Linked DNA regions of Mus musculus: region 2 is linked to region 1. A link is a contact called in public HiChIP or PLAC-seq data. All regions are on one chromosome and are shown on one strand. Each heading gives the region's core, a stretch centred on a gene start, on an enhancer-like site or on the middle of the called end of the contact. The rest is flanking DNA. Distances are from core to core; before and after follow the strand shown.

The links. HiChIP or PLAC-seq counts read pairs in DNA pulled down with a chosen protein or histone mark.
Region 2: a contact with region 1 is called in a CTCF HiChIP or PLAC-seq map of the NIH/3T3 cell line, with 13 read pairs. The contact joins the promoter of Zfp365 here to the enhancer-like site in region 1. A contact is called at or near these places in 5 of 39 promoter capture datasets (embryonic stem cells, macrophages and stem cell-derived epiblast-like cells), 2 of 15 datasets of contacts at CTCF or cohesin (CD8 T cells and the NIH/3T3 cell line), 54 of 484 Hi-C or Micro-C datasets (2-cell embryo, CD4 T cells, MC3T3-E1-derived osteoblasts and 12 more), 10 of 115 datasets of contacts at active chromatin or transcription factors (embryonic stem cells, expanded potential stem cells and pancreatic cancer cells) and 3 of 9 other capture datasets (adipose tissue, embryonic stem cells and pancreatic islet).

What each region holds. Positions count from the first base shown.
Region 1 is chr10:67,862,681-67,870,334 of GRCm38.p6, reverse strand. No RefSeq gene overlaps it. Among named protein-coding and RNA genes, the nearest start is that of Zfp365, 46 kb to the left of the region's middle. Within about 2 kb of position 4,309, at least 26 of the 459 cell types and tissues checked have an H3K27ac peak or open chromatin away from gene starts, as enhancers often do. A contact at or near this core is called in the NIH/3T3 cell line and pancreatic cancer cells, where this site is marked.
Region 2 is chr10:67,907,890-67,915,543 of GRCm38.p6, reverse strand. It overlaps Zfp365 (zinc finger protein 365), which reads left to right and starts at 2,882. Exons shown (of 5, transcript NM_178679.2): 1 at 2,882-3,173; 2 at 5,585-6,343. The coding sequence starts at 5,598.

The sequences.
Region 1 (7,654 bases), core at 3,060-5,559:
GGGAAGTAAAAATAATTAACATAGTGCCTCTTCCTCAGGAACTCTCAATACTAGTGGCACAGTGCCAGCCGATGTGCTGTCCTCCCGACTTCTTAGGAAATTTCAGCCATTAGCTGCGTCAAAGGGAGAAATGAGGATGAATTTTTCTCCCGTTCCCACCTCTGTCTTCGGAAATGAAGGGGCAGAAGCAGACGTTCTGTTGACTGTGAGGAGTCGCGGCTAGAACTGGAGAGAAACTCAACAGAGTGCTAGTGTTCTTGAATAGTACTGCTTCCTAAATGATCCTTAGCCAGGACAAGGCCACAACCCAGGGACAGCCATGGCATTCGAACAGTAGGATCAGTAGGAGGTTGAGTAAACAGAGCTGAGATGTGTTCACCACTAATGTTCTTAATGGTACTATGTGTTCTGTCTCATAAACACAATGTAATTGAGTTACCCGTCGTTAAGTGTAACCGCCATTCCATTTGGATGCTGTAAGCCAAGCTCATCCCATACCTGCCTGTGAGTTATCACTTAGAGAAGAGTTACAAGCACAGTGGTTGCATCATGGTTTTAAGGTTCTTGCCTCACGTGCTTGAAGTGCTTCTTTTCTTGTGTGCTTTTGAAATCTGTCTCATTACACTAAACTTCTGAAGTTCTTGTTTTGTTTTCTCATCTATTCATCTATTTGTCTATCTATCTATCTATCTATCTATCTATCTATCTATCTATCTATCTATCTATCTATCCATCAATCTATCATCTCTCTATCCATCATTCCATCTCCTATCTATCTATCTATCTATCTATCTATCTATCTATCTATCTATCTATCTATCTATCTATCTGTGATCAGACCTTACTTACTATATACTCCAGGGTGTCCTTGAGCTAGCAGCAATCTTCCTGCCTTAGCCCACTGAACGCTGAACACAGGCATGATATCACATGCTTCCCATGATTTTCCTTTCCTAAACAATAGCAGGTGAGAGCCCTCCTCCCTAAAGTTGAACAATGTAATATAAAGAATACTTAGAATAGAAAGCTTTCCCCCAAACATTAAAAAAAAATCCTCCCATTTGAACTTTCAATGATACTCATTTAAAAAACATTATTTAAATTTTATTTGCTATTTACTTTTTCAGACTGGGTAGCCTCAAGCTTGCTCTGTATCCAAGGATGACCTTGAACTTGTGAATCTCTGGGTTCTGCTTCTTGGGTTACAAGACAGCCCGCAGGCACCACTAGCCTGGTTTATGTGGTGCTGGGGTCAAACACAGGGCTCAGCACATAGTAAAAGCATCATCAGTTCTATCAACGCAGCTATGTCCCCAAGTTACTTTTCAGGTTTTAAAACATAAGCTTTATGTGGCATAAAACCAAAACCCCAGGTAAAGCATAAAATGCTAGTTTAGTGGCAACTCTTTACAACAATTGTTCATTTGTCACCATAGTACAAGGTATGGAACTAGGAAAGAGTAAGAGTCACCAGGGAAGTCCGTGGGCACACGGGCTCACCTGTGGAACTTGCTGAGTGAATCACAATGACTATTTTTCTTTCTATTTCAAGACCAGGCACAAGACATCTGACAAACAAGACGTAGTATGACAATCGAGGTGTGGCCTTAGGTGTGCTCCCAAATGAGTCGACTGAGTGGCTGCCACGCCTGTTTTGACAGAAGTGGTAATAGGGACTAAGAATCTAATCATGTCTTTTTGCTGCCAGTTTTATTTGCCGTTTGGGATATAATTATAGCGTTTCCCTTTTAAACAGCTCATAATGTGTTTGGCCAAAGGGAAAAAAACCAGAACAGTTGGTAAAAAGTCATGGGCCTCACCTTCTGTCTCTATCACATTTCCTGGTCTCCACTGCAATAGTTCTGCCTGGAGACCGGCTACTTTATTACAAATAGGTCAGAGCTATTGATTTTGGCCAACAGCTCTAGACTTAGACAAACACATTGACTTTTCCTCTCTTTCCAATTGTTTGTGAAATTATTAGCAAGCAATAACATTAATTATGAAAACAAAACTTCTCTTGGGTATCCTTCCAGGATCTTCTTTACCCAAACAAGGATATATAAACATATATATATATATATATATATATATATATATATATATATATATATATATATATATAACCACTTCAAACTCACATGGAGTCTCATACACACACACAATTCTTATTTCTCTTTACAATATTTCCTCAATATCTTTCTATATTAGCGAGTAGAGATCTTTTTGCTTTTTAAAAACAGTGATGTAATCCACATCTTTACACCTCTTACATGGTATATAACATATGATCTGTTATATGTCTTTATACCTGCTACTTACACGTTATTTTTAAAATTTACACATTATTTTTTTCAATGGTAGCAGTTAACGTAGCCTGTGTAGATCATAGGAAATCTATGCTGTGTGCAAATCACACAGGTGGTCTAGTGTGTTTTAGGACAAACTTCTAGGTTAACACGTATATGTGGGCTTGCAGAGGACTCAGTTGGTGCAATGTCTGCTGCACACAAGCAGGAAGGCCCAAGTTCAATCCCCAGAACCCACTTTAAAAGCTGAGCATGGTGGCGAGTACTGGGGAGATGGAGATAGGACCATCCCTTGACTCACTGGTCTAGCCTTGGACACTCTTCTGGCCCAGAAGCCTAGCTGCATCACTGCATCAGTTAGATCCAGGCAATGAGACTCCCTGTCTCAAACAACAAACCCAAGGTGGATGATATCTGAGGACTGACACTTCAAATTGACCTTTGGCCTTTACACTTGAGCACCTATACATACATAAGCTCACACACACACACACACACACATGATGTGTGTAGCGCCATGATCTTTCATTGATGAGAACAAAGCAAATCTGGACAAACTTTGGAATATAAAAATGGGACTAATCAATGGTCACTGGAGGGATTTTAAAACATTAAATGGGACTTACAGGACCTCTGTAATTACTGTGCCTATATTTTCCATCGATTTGATCCAGTGTTGCAAGACTGTGAATGTCCAACATAAGAGAGAGGCCAGTGCTAGTCTGCTGAGAAAAGGTGGGAAAGTTTGAAAGAGCCAATTCAGAGACAGTTAAGGGTCAGGATGGCTCCCAAATACATCAGTTAATATGATCAAAAGGATTCATTGGAAGCAATCTTGCTTCAAATGATAGGAAAAAGCATCCGTCTCCAGAATATTGAAAATATTTTTTTAATTATTTACTTAGACATTTATCCTCTGTGTGTGCCCAAGTGTTTGTGTACCATATGTGTGAAGTACCCTAGGAAGTCAGAAGAGGGTATCAGACTTTCTCCAGCTTACAGGTGATTGTGAACAGCCAAATGTGGGTGCTATGAATTGAACTAGGGTCCTCTGGAGGAGTAGTGTAACCCCCTCAGCCACCGAACTGTGTCTACAGCCCCTTAAAAATTTACTTTTTTATTTCTATTTTTGTATATGTGTGTGAATGTTTATGCAGAGGCCAGAAGAGGGTGTCAGATCACCTGGAACTGGAGTTGTACACAGTTGTGAACTGCCCAAGAGAGGTAGGAACCAAATTTCGGTCCTCTGGAAGAGCAGAAAATGCTCGCAACCACTGAGCCATCTCTCTAGCGCTACCACATCCCATGTTAAAGCCTAAGATTGACTTTAAGCACTCTCACAGTAAGCCCAGATTTGGCACTCGGTCGCCAGTCATTACGAGGCTTAGCGAGTCTAAGGCTGTGATCCAGAAAAACCTCTCCACACTCTGCTTCTCCTCTGAAGGCCCAGATTAGCAGGGGAATCAAGCCAAAAGGAAGTACACTTCGCTGGAGTATGAGCCGCTCTGTGGAGACGCTTGATCTAAGTTCGTCTCCAAAGAGGAATAAAACAGGTTGAACTGTGTCGGTGGTTTCATTGATAGAATGCTTCTCTACCATGCACAAAGTCCCTGGGTTCCAGTCCCACACAAACATGGTGTGGTGGCACATACTGTAATCCTTGGGAGGTAGAGGTGGGGCGGCGTATCAGAAACTGAAGGTCATTCTTGCTTACAAAGTGAGTTTGAGGCTAGCCTGGGCTACAGAAGACCTAGCTTTAATCAAAGTCAACATCGATGACATCAAAGTAAATAAAAACACACACAAACCTCCAAATACCCAAGGGGTAAAGAGAAGGGTCCAAGATAACTCCATCAGAGCTTGCGAGTGATTAGAATGACTAAGGGGTTTTTGGAAGCCCCAGAAGTTGGGTTCGGAAGTTGAATTCCTTCAGACAGCGGGTGACTCACTGACTTGGCCATCACAGTGGCTGATTCACCTGCTCTCGGGTCAGTTGCCTAACAACTGGGGCTGGCCGGATAGTTCTGTCTCATCGACTTCAAGACTGCCCCACCCAGGGGTCCATCCCATAATCAGCCACCAAAAGCAGACACCATTGCATACACCAGCAAGATTTTGCTGAAAGGACTCTGATATAGCTGTTGCATATGAGGCTATGCCAGTGCCTGGCAAACACAGAAGTGGATGCTCACAGTCAGCTATTGGATGAAACACAGGCCCCTAATGGAGGAGCTAGAGAAACTACCCAAGGAGCTAAAGGGGTCTGCAACCCTATAGGTGGAACAACAATATGAACTAACCAGTACCCCCAGAGCTCGTGTCTCTAGCTGCATTTGTTGCACAAGATGGCCTAGTCGGCCATCACTGGGAAGAGAGGCCCCTTGGTCTTGCAAACTTTATATGCCCCAGTACAGGGGAAACACCAAGGCCAAGAATTGGGAGTGGGCGGGTAGGGGAACAGGGGGTGGGTGTAGGGGACTTTGGGGATAGCATTTGAAATGTAAATGAAGTAAATACCTAATAAAAATTCAGGAAAAAAGTATCAAGCCTTTAGTATACACACACTAACTCTGATGTCCTTCTTAGGAGAAACTCCACAGTGCTCTGGCACAGAGATGGCCTTCAGGAAGGACAGCACTTGAGTAACGCCTTTCAGTCGCTGCTGTGAAGAATTTGCTCTGAGCATCTCGCCTAGCTTCTTTCCCCATCCAGAACTGATGGGGGTGGTTCTGACAGGGAGCCAAAGTGAGTTGCAGGAGCCCCAACAGAGGACCAAGGAGTGTCCCAAGATGTTGCCAGCAAGGCTTCCTTTTTAAAACTCAAAATTCAGTGTGAGCCTCAAATACACTGAGGGTGGAAATCTGGATACTTCAGAAAGAGGGGGTGTTGAGAACAGTCAGCCTAGACCTTCCTTGGAAATACTGAGTAGGGAGTTTCCAGTCCCCTTGCTCTATGTATTCAATATAGACCTCTCTCTCTCTCTCTCTCTCTCTCTCTCTCTCTCTCTCTCTCTCTCTCTCTCTCTCTCTCTCTCTCTGTAAGATGGAAAACAGATGGAGCTGTTCTAGAGAGATGGTTGGTGTACTGGCTAGTTTTGTGTCAACTTGACACAAGCTAGAGTTATCACAGAGAAAGGAGCCTCCCTTGAGGAAATGCCTCCATGAGATCCAGTTCTAAGGCATTTTCTCAATAAGTGATCAAGGGTGGGAGGGTCCATGGTGGGTGGTCCATCCCTGGGCTTGTAGTTTTGGGTTCTATAAGAAAGCAAGCTGAGCAAGCCAGGGGAAGCAAGCCAGTAAGTAACATCCCTCCATGGTCTCTGCATCAGCTCCTGCCTCCGAGTTCCTGTCCTGTCTGAGTTCCTGTCCTGACTTCCTTTGGTGATGTGAAAGTGTAAGCTGAATAAACCCTTTCCTTCCCAGCTTGCCTCTTGGTCATGCTGTTTTGTGCAGGAATAGAAACCCTGACTAAGACAGTTGGCAATTCGGAGTGTTTGGTTCCTACACAGGATCTGAATTCCATTTTTTCCTGTTGGGCAGCTCACAGATGCCTCTAACTTTAGCTCTAAGGGGATCTGAGTTTCTCTCCTGGACTCCTTGGGGCACACACATGTACAAGTGCACATCCCTACTTACCTATAAACACACATGCATGTACACACACACTGAAATAAATCACAAAAAGAGGAATGTTGGCGGTAGGAAAGCTTCCCGATGAAAACTGGAGGCGCTTGAAGAGCTGTTCCAGATGTCTACCCAAGCTTCAGTTGCTTCGTTTGGTAAAGTAAAGGGCTGTGTACACGGACCTGCGTTTCCTAAACGTCCTTGAACAAAAACATCACGAGGAGTGGTGTTAAAACTAGGACAGCGCATAGCCTTACCCAGGTGAGCTGAATGCAAATCACTAAGGCGGTGCTGAGAATCTAAGTGACTTCCTCTGGACTAGCCCACTATGGAGACAGCCTGGCTCTGACCACGTAATCTGGTTAAACTCCAGAATGAGGGAATGGACCTGCCTCTTTCTAAGAGGTCGTGTCAACGCAGAAGAAGAGCAACAGAGCTTGAGTCTCCCAGGTGGGGTGCACCCAAGGCCATGTCCTTCTACACTATATCTTAGCTCAGGCTAACCCCCTGTCCATACCTTTCACCCATAACCTAACTTGAGTTTTTGATTCTTCTCTAATCTAAAGGGAGAAATATGGAGAGATGAGGGCCATGGTGTGTTGAAGGACCGCTGAATCCTTGCAGGGGAGATTGAGAAGGACTTTAACAACACCCCACCCCCACCCACCCCCACAGCAAAATGAGTTTCCAAACAGGTGAGGACTTAACCAGGCTCTTAGCCCAGAGTCCAGGTTTCCTGATGTTCAGAATCAACGTATTTTCTGATGACTTTACATTTGTGATGATCCTCTCAAAGAGGAGTGTCTGTTTGGCCTCACAGGCACCTTAGGTATGATTGTCTGAGAGCCATGGGCTTACTGGTGATTCAGGGATGAAACAGGTGACTTCTCAAAAGGTGTAATGCTCTCCTGCCAGAAGGCTCACGACTCTTAGCACCTCATTGTCAGGAGATGGAAGTATAATGGTGAAACAGCGAAGCAGCGGGAGTCGCTGATGTGTAAGACACCTGCAAAGTCCGAGGGAAGCCAGTCCATTGGCAGAGAGTGACATCGGTACCAATTATTCTGGCACAAAACTTATTTCTACCATGCACCTGTGCAGCCAAGTTTTTATCCAAACCCCTAGCAATGTCCAAGTCCTTAAGCCACAAAAATCAGAAGGGAAAAAATGGATTTCTTTTGACCTGTTGCCTAAGTCCGTGACGTCATATGCTTTACAGGCAAAGCCATAACAGTGTATTCAAGTATGTCATCTCCAGTATACTTAATAAAAATACTATCTCTATCGAAAAATGATTCGTCAGCCAAGTTACCTATTTTTGCCCATGTTTTCCACAGATACATGGAAAGTCATATTTTACACCCATAACATTAACGTATTTCCCTCTTTGGTGTGTGGGTTTCTTTACTATAGCATTTCTGTGTGTTTGCATTTGTTTATCTAGCGATTCTTTTTATGCGTGTGAACATGCAACAGGTCATAGGTGGAGGTCTGGAGGTCAGAGGACAACATTCGGGAGTTGGTTCTTCGCTTCAACTATGCGTGTGGGTTCTAGGGATCTAACACACAGTCAAGCTTGATAGAAAGTTTTTTTAACCCACTGAGAGACTCCTCAGCCTCCCACCCTCCCTCTGTCCCTCCCTTCCTCCTCTCCCTCCCTCTCCTTCTCCTCCTTTTTCCTCCCTTTCAATAAGGTCCTGCCCCCACTTCCTAAGTGCTGAG
Region 2 (7,654 bases), core at 1,633-4,132, 47 kb before region 1:
AGAAAGAAAGAAAGAAAGAAAGAAAGAAAGAAAGAAAGAAAGAAAGAAAGAAAAGAAAAAGAAAAGAAACCACTTGGGTTAAATTAAGGTCCTGTGGACCAGTGCCAAATCTTCCACAGATTCAACCCTGCACACAACCTCTCTATAGTAATCTTTAAGCATTTCAAGAAGTGTTTAACATCTCAAAGCCTTCAGGAAAAGGCAAAGTAAAACTACCTTTGGCTACCACCTCAACCCCAATCAGAATGGCTGCCATCAAGACATCGGACAGATGTAGGATAGGGTGTAGAGAAAGAGGAAACTTTATTCACTGCTGGTCCAAGCTCAGACTAGCACAGCCAAATAGAACAACCAACGGTCCAGCTCTAGGGCTCCCAGAACTCTACATCTCATCTGAAAGACACTAGCACATCCATGTTTATTGCTGCTCTATTCAGGGCAGTGGGGGAATGGAACCCATCTGGATGTCTATTAACTGTCGAAGCATACAGAGGAGTTAATACATACACACAACCGGATATTGTTCAGTGGTAAAGAAAACAAATCATGGCAATGGCAAGCAAATGCCTAGACCTGGAAAGTGTATTCAGCGAAGCTACCCAAACTCAGAAATAAACCAGTTCTTCTTCCTCATAAGCAGGTCCCAGTCTATAATATATGGGGGCAAGTGTAAGTGTGAAGATAGTCTAAATTGTAGGAAGCATTTTGACTCTACAGTTGACCCGTGCAGATCTTCCCTGCTGGACCTGGAATCTGAGGCTCTGAAAGAACAGGGCGGACTAGAGTTTGATGCTGAAGACATCCTTACTTCAGTTTCTGTGTCTTTTTATACACAATGTAACAAAGAAAGGAATGATCTGAGGAAGGTTGTTATAGTTCAGAAAACGTGATCAGAAAAACGTGTAAATAAATACCAGTAAGCACACACTGAAGATTAACAGCCCTTTCTCAGGCTGGGCCTGTTTAAACACAATTACCTGGCCTATACTAAAGGCTACATCTGGGAACACACGAAAGCAAGGCAGAAGGCCGTATCCAGAATCAGAGTACACTGACCAGATTGGGTTCTATAGCTATGTTCTGACATCCAACAAGAATAAGCTTGTCGTATAAACTGAATGTAAATGTTTGTCACAGTGGGCATGGAATCACGTCCCAGAACAATCCAGGGAACAAGATGCCCTTGAGGTAAATGACGATCTGCCTTTTCTCCTGGAGTCCCTCCCATAGTCCCCCAAGACATTGTTCACAGTGGGTTCAGTATTCCAAAAAGGGGACCCAAAGGAGAGTAATACTGGGTGGTTAGGATGGAATACAGTCAGAAGGGCACAAGTCATGAGAGAGGATATAAAGTGGTTTTTGTTGTTGTTTTGTTTGTTTCAACTCTGTCATTGTTTTTTCTTTGATTGTGGATATGTTAATACAACATTTTGTGTATTGAAGTAGCCAGAACTACATATGCATCCAGGAAAACCCAACATGCCTTACTCCCTTGTGGCTCTGGTTGTAGGTGTTGGCTTTGTTTTAAAGTCACCGACCCTCAGCTCATTGTGAAGTAGCCATGGCTTTTCACTGACATCTGTCACACTGGCCTACTTAGAGGTGAGCTTTAAAAAGGTATTCTTAAGGAAGAGTTATTCTTTTTCTTTTGCACCTGAAAAGATTTCCCTCCTTTACTTTCATCTAAAATCATTCTTTATCGAATCATTCTGTCACGATGCAATTTAATATGGAAATTGTATTGATAAATGTAAAATATGGTTTAATGAAGAATGTGATAATATTTATGCCATTGTTAGAAAAAAATGGCCCTAGGAAGTCTTCGCGCTTCACCTGAAGTGGAGACATTTCGGGACCAAGCAAGGCAAACAAGTTGCCTCAGTGTTGGGAGAGGGCTGAGTTCTAGACGTTGGGTCCCTTGACTCTCCCAGGTCATACTTAGCATCCTGCCCCAAAGGTAGTCAGAATTAGCTTCCTGCTGTTCAAGATGATGGGTGCACCCTGACTCTTGGTTGTGTGCAATGCACACTCAGACCAAACTTTTTTTTTCAGCTTAATAAACAGTTGGAATAAACGTGCTCAATTTAGAGAGTGACCTAAGATAGTGACCGCAAGAAGCATAACATTTTCTGAGAGAGCAAGCCTCTGCGCAGCTGCCAACCCCCGTTTTGTAGGAGTCACTCTCTGGTACTGCTTTCCTGAATTTTACAGGCGTGCACCTGTCATCAAAGTCTTAGTATGAATATCAGTGAAAGAACGTTGACGACAGCCCAGCAGCTGATTCGAGCAGTGTAGGTCCTTTGCAAGAGCAGTATGTGCTCTGAACTGCTAAGCCATCTCTCCAGCCCCTTAAAAGCAGGTTTAACAAAATAACACACACACACACACACACACACACACACACACACACACACACACACACACACACACACACACACACACACATCCCGAAATTTCAATTAGGAAATGAGATTTCTCAGAAGCTAAATCTTTCCTCCACTGAGAGACTAGTGTTGGGGGCATCCTCTCAGTGAGGAGGCCTCAGGGTTTGGCATTTATGTTTCTTAACTTCTACACTTTTATTATCTTTAGTTTTGTTTAACTTAGTCCCAGGACACTACTACCTTCCACGGCTGGAGTAAGCTGGTCCTGTGCCCCCCCCCCCCCCCCGCCAGGTTGCCTGGATGAAGTTCTAATATAAATAAATATCAGAGCCTTCCTGCTGGCAGCTCTTTCCAGGGGCTAGCCAGCTAGGCTCCATCTTCACGCCCACTTTCGCCGCCCCTGCAACTGGGAGCACTTGCCTGGGCCTGTAGCAAGACTAGGCTGGGCAAGACTGGCACGTGTCCCCGCCTCCCTCCCCAGGGACCATCCTGCATCCCTCCCCGTGATGTCAGCGGAATCCTGAGCTGGAGTGAAGGGAAAGGCCCAGGATCTCCCGCTAGAGGGGCCCCGATGGGGTGGACCCAGGGGTGGCTGCCCGGGGCCGGAGCACCAGCCTCGCGTCCCCGGGCGCCGCCCCCGTGTCCCGCCCGCGCCACGCTCCGCCCCGGTCGCCGCTCGTCCCGCGTGGGAGCCGACCCGGCTCAGCCTGATTTACGGCTCTGCTGAAAACCGCTCGCACGGCTCCCGCAGCATCAGCACCGGCGGCTGCAGCGGCAGCAACAAGTCCGGTAAGTGGGCTCGGCTGGAGCCGTGCGCCCGCGCCCCCTGCTCCGCCGACACGCGGGGAGGTGGTCCCGGATGCGCAGCATCCTGGGGAGTCGGGACCGTTGGCTTCCCCACAGCCACTTGCACGAACTCGCGTGAGCACGAATCCACGCAGTCACCAGCGGGAGCGGGGGCTAGGAAAGCCGGGACCCCCACGCAGGTGCTGCCCAGCCTGCCCAGCTCTGCACAGGAAATCGAAACCCTTTTTGCTAACCTGTGCCCTAGGTTTCCGCTGGGCGGATGAAAGCCTTTTGCTGGGGGTGGGTGGTATATCTCGTCTCCCCCATCCAAACATCCCCCCCCCCACTGCTGCTATAGAATCCTCTCTTCTTATCCCTGCACTCCATTGCAAGCATCTTCAGCCCTAGGCTGGGCCAGGGTTTGCATCCTATTGACCAACCCAGCGCAGCACAGGAAGGTTCTCCTTTGCTGGGGTCCAGAGACTTTAGTAACCTGGAAAATGTGCCTGCCTGGCGGATCAGGCACCATTTCTATCTCAGCATCTGGAGGCAGATAAGGGTGTAACACAGACACTTCACTCTAAGATGCACCCTAAGATCCGGGCTCCTTCCCTGTGGGACCCAGTGCTCCTTGTTGCCATTCTTGGAGGAAATAAGTACCACGACCCTTGCAAAATTGGGTTGTAAGAGTCATCTGTTGCTAGGGCAAAGGGGATAAAGATGCAGAGGCAACAAGAACTTCCTGTTTATGGAGGAGTTATGCTGACGCCCACCTGGTTCCAACACTCTAGAAGTTGTCGCGCTAAAAACAGCATCAGAGGCAAGGCGCATCCACCCAGAACATTCTATTAGCTTAGGATCTTGGCCACGGCCCTGTTTATATCAAATAATACCGGACACTTCGGGTTTCCAAATTTCAAAAGATCGTTATTGTTATGTTAACGCTTTGATGTATGTCATCATACCAGTAACTAAAAATATTAACGGCATGAACAAACCAAGATGACAAGCAGACGCGTGTCACTAAACCTGATGAATCAAGTTCAATCCCCAGGACACACATGATGGAAGGAGAGAACCCATTCACACAAGTTTTCCCCAGCCTACACACACACAGACAGAGTCACTCACAGAGTAAATAAGGAATGCTATTTATTAAAAAAAAAATCTAAAAAAACATTTGGTTGAAGAATATTCAGCTCTTGATGTGTTTAAAGCCACTGTGCTTAGTTTGATCCATCCTTCACAGACTTGAAAAGAGACTGCCAATGGACTCACAATTTATGTGCGACCCGTGTCTATGTAGCATGCCAAATTCAGGAGGGCAATAAACTTGAGTTCTGTCTCTGGACCACTCTCCTTCCTCTCCGGGGCTTTATTATTTCACCTCCTCTCTCTAGCTTTTCATCTGCATATGAGCGTTAGCCACCTTTGCTAAGCTAGGCTGTTGCTGGATTAGAAATTCAGGCCCTAGCATCTGTATCCCACCCTGCAGAAATACCATACAGTAGAAGCATCAGATGATACAGAAGAGAGTAGATGTAGCTGCCTTTGACAAAGGGGTTTAGGTTTCAATTTCCACATAAAAATCAACATTAAATATTATATATGAAATAGTTGCTTTAACCCAAGAAGGCTGAGCTGATGTAGTCACTATGGAAATTAGCCTGGAGGTTTTTCAGGAGACTGAAAATAGAAATATCATATGACCCAGCTATACCACTCCTGGGCATATCCCCAAAGGACTCTATATTCTATTACGGAGATACTTTCTCATCCATATTTATTGTTGCACTGTTCACAGTAGCTAAGCATTCGAGCCAGCCTAGATGCCCGCCCATCAGCATAAGCACAGATAACGAAAACATGGTGCAAATATAAAATGGAATTTTATTCAGCGGTTAAGGAAAATACCATCTGCTTGGTATTTGCAGGAAAATGAATGGAACTGGACACCATGTTAAATGAAATAAGCGAGACTCAGAAGACAAGTATTGTGTTGTTTCCTCTCAAATAGTGATCTTAGAATTTAACTTCTATTTTGGTGTGTGTGTGTGTGTGTGTGTGTGTATGCATTTTTTTCGGGTGATTCAGGGCATGTAAGAGGAACACTGGATAAACAGGTCTCTTAAGGAAAGAAAGGGGGAGGGTAATAGAATATATGTGACTTGAAAGTAGAGGTGTATATTGGGATGGGAGGAAAGGGGACCAACTAGAAAGGCAGACAGAGAGATGTAGTAAAGTGCTGGGGAAGAGAACCTGTAGAAAAATGTAAGCTTGAAACTGACTCAGTGAAACCCGTTACTTTGCCAATTAAAAAAAAAAAGTCACCTAAGGGCAGCCATGATTATCAGTCAGTGTCAGTTCAATAGCTTCTGACAGACCTGTAAACTGGGGTCTTCTCTCCCTCCCAGGACTTTCAGAGTGATGCAACAGACGACTTTTGAGGAAAGCCGGTACCATTGGCAGGACTCGCTGGAGAATGTCGCTGTGTGCCTGCCATTCCGCTGCCCGAGGTGTGGAGACCATACCAGATTTAGAAGCTTGTCATCCTTGAGGGCCCATCTGGAATTCAGTCACAGCTACGAAGAGCGGACCCTCCTGACAAAATGCAGCCTCCTGCCCTCTCTCAAGGACACAGAGCTTCTCAGGTCCTCGGAACTCCCGAAGCAGGGAAAAGTACTCCGGGGCCACGCAAAGGTGACCAAGCAGAAGTCGAGCTATGTTAACTTGTACAGCATCTCCCACGGGCACTCCAAGGACACGAAACCCTTTGAGATGGTGGCAGAGAGGCCCGTGTCCTATGTGCAGACCTACACGGCCGTGGACATCCGGGCTGACTCTCTGGATGCTCCCTGCGCCAGCCCTGGTCTCCCCACCCAAGATACCAAAGCTGCTTTCGAGGCTCACGTCCGAGAAAAGTTCAATCGCATGGTAGAGGCCGTGGACAGGACCATCGAGAAGAGAATCGACAAACTCACCAAAGAGTTGGCCCAGAAAACCGCCGAACTGTTGGAAGTCCGGGCAGCCTTTGCGCAGCTGACTCAGAAGAAGCAGGAGGTCCAGAGGAGAGAGCGGGCCCTGAACAAACAGGTAGATGTGGCCGTGGAAATGATCGCAGTGCTGAAGCAGCGTCTGACGGAATCCGAGGAGGAGCTCCTGAGGAAAGAGGAGTAAGTGCTGATGAAACTGGATGCTAACCCCTCCTTGGGCGACCCCTCCCCTCCCCAAGTTACAAGCAGATGCTCAGCGAGGTTTGGTGAGCATCCCCTGCACATGTCTTGGCTGCCTTCCTCACTGGTTCAGGAGTACCAGGAGGCAGGAAGCTTTGGTATTTGTTCATCTTCTTTGGACATGGTGACCAAGGTGGCAGCATTAATCTGATTAATATCTAACTCCTGGTTCCCTTAGAAACTGTTCCACAGATGGTGTTGGAGAGCATGATAACCTAGCTTGTTCATAAACATGCCCATGGTATGTAAATATGTGTGAGTGGGAAGCCAGAATAATACTCTGGGAGAACCACTTCACCAGTGTGTGTAGATTGTATAGTCAAGAGCAGGAGGTTCTAGTATAGAACATGCTTCAAGAATATGCTTTTTGCTTGTTTGCCTGTGATACTATTCTTAAATTATAGCAACTAAAAACGACCAGAAAAACTACATACTATAAAGAGAAGTTCATTTGCTATTGCTAAATATTTATGTTCCCATTAAGGAGATACCTAGAAACCTTAGTCACACTAGACTTTTTTTTTTTTAATTATGTAGTTAGGATGACTTTGAATCGCTACTCTATTAGTTACTTTGTATACCACCAGTGACAACATGCCCCATGAAATCAGTTTAAGGAAGGAAGGGTTTATTTCGGCTCACAGTTAGAGGGCATAGTTCATCATGGCAGCAAAGTCTCGGTGGCAAGAATGTGAGGCAGCTGGTTACATTGTATCTATAATCAGGAAGCAGAGACAATGAATGCTGGTGCTCAGTTTCTTTTCTCCTTTTTATTCAGTCCTGGACTGAAGCCTATGAGATTGCTTAGCTCCTAGTTAATTGGTTTTACTGACTGTGATTAATTTTAATTGACAACTGGCTACAATTTAAAATCATCTGGACAAGAGAGTCTCAATAAGGTTGGCTAATGGGTGTGTCTGTGGAGGATTGTCTTAATCACATTCATTGATGCGGCAGAACCATGTCCACTGTGGGTGGCTCTATTCCCTAGGCAGGGCATCAGTGACCGTACAGTGAGTGTGTGTTGGAGTGTGGGGTGTGGGTGTGTGTTTGCCGTGTGCATGTATCCATTTCTCTCTGCTCTTGACTATGGGCTGCTTCAAGTTCGCACCACTGTGACTTTCTTGATATGATGGACTGTGAACTGGAATTGTAGTCTAAAAAAGTCCTCTCTCCCTTGAGCTGCTTTTTAAAAATCACAGCAGAAGGAATGAAACCAGGATAGCAACTCAATTAAAACTTTCTGGAAAT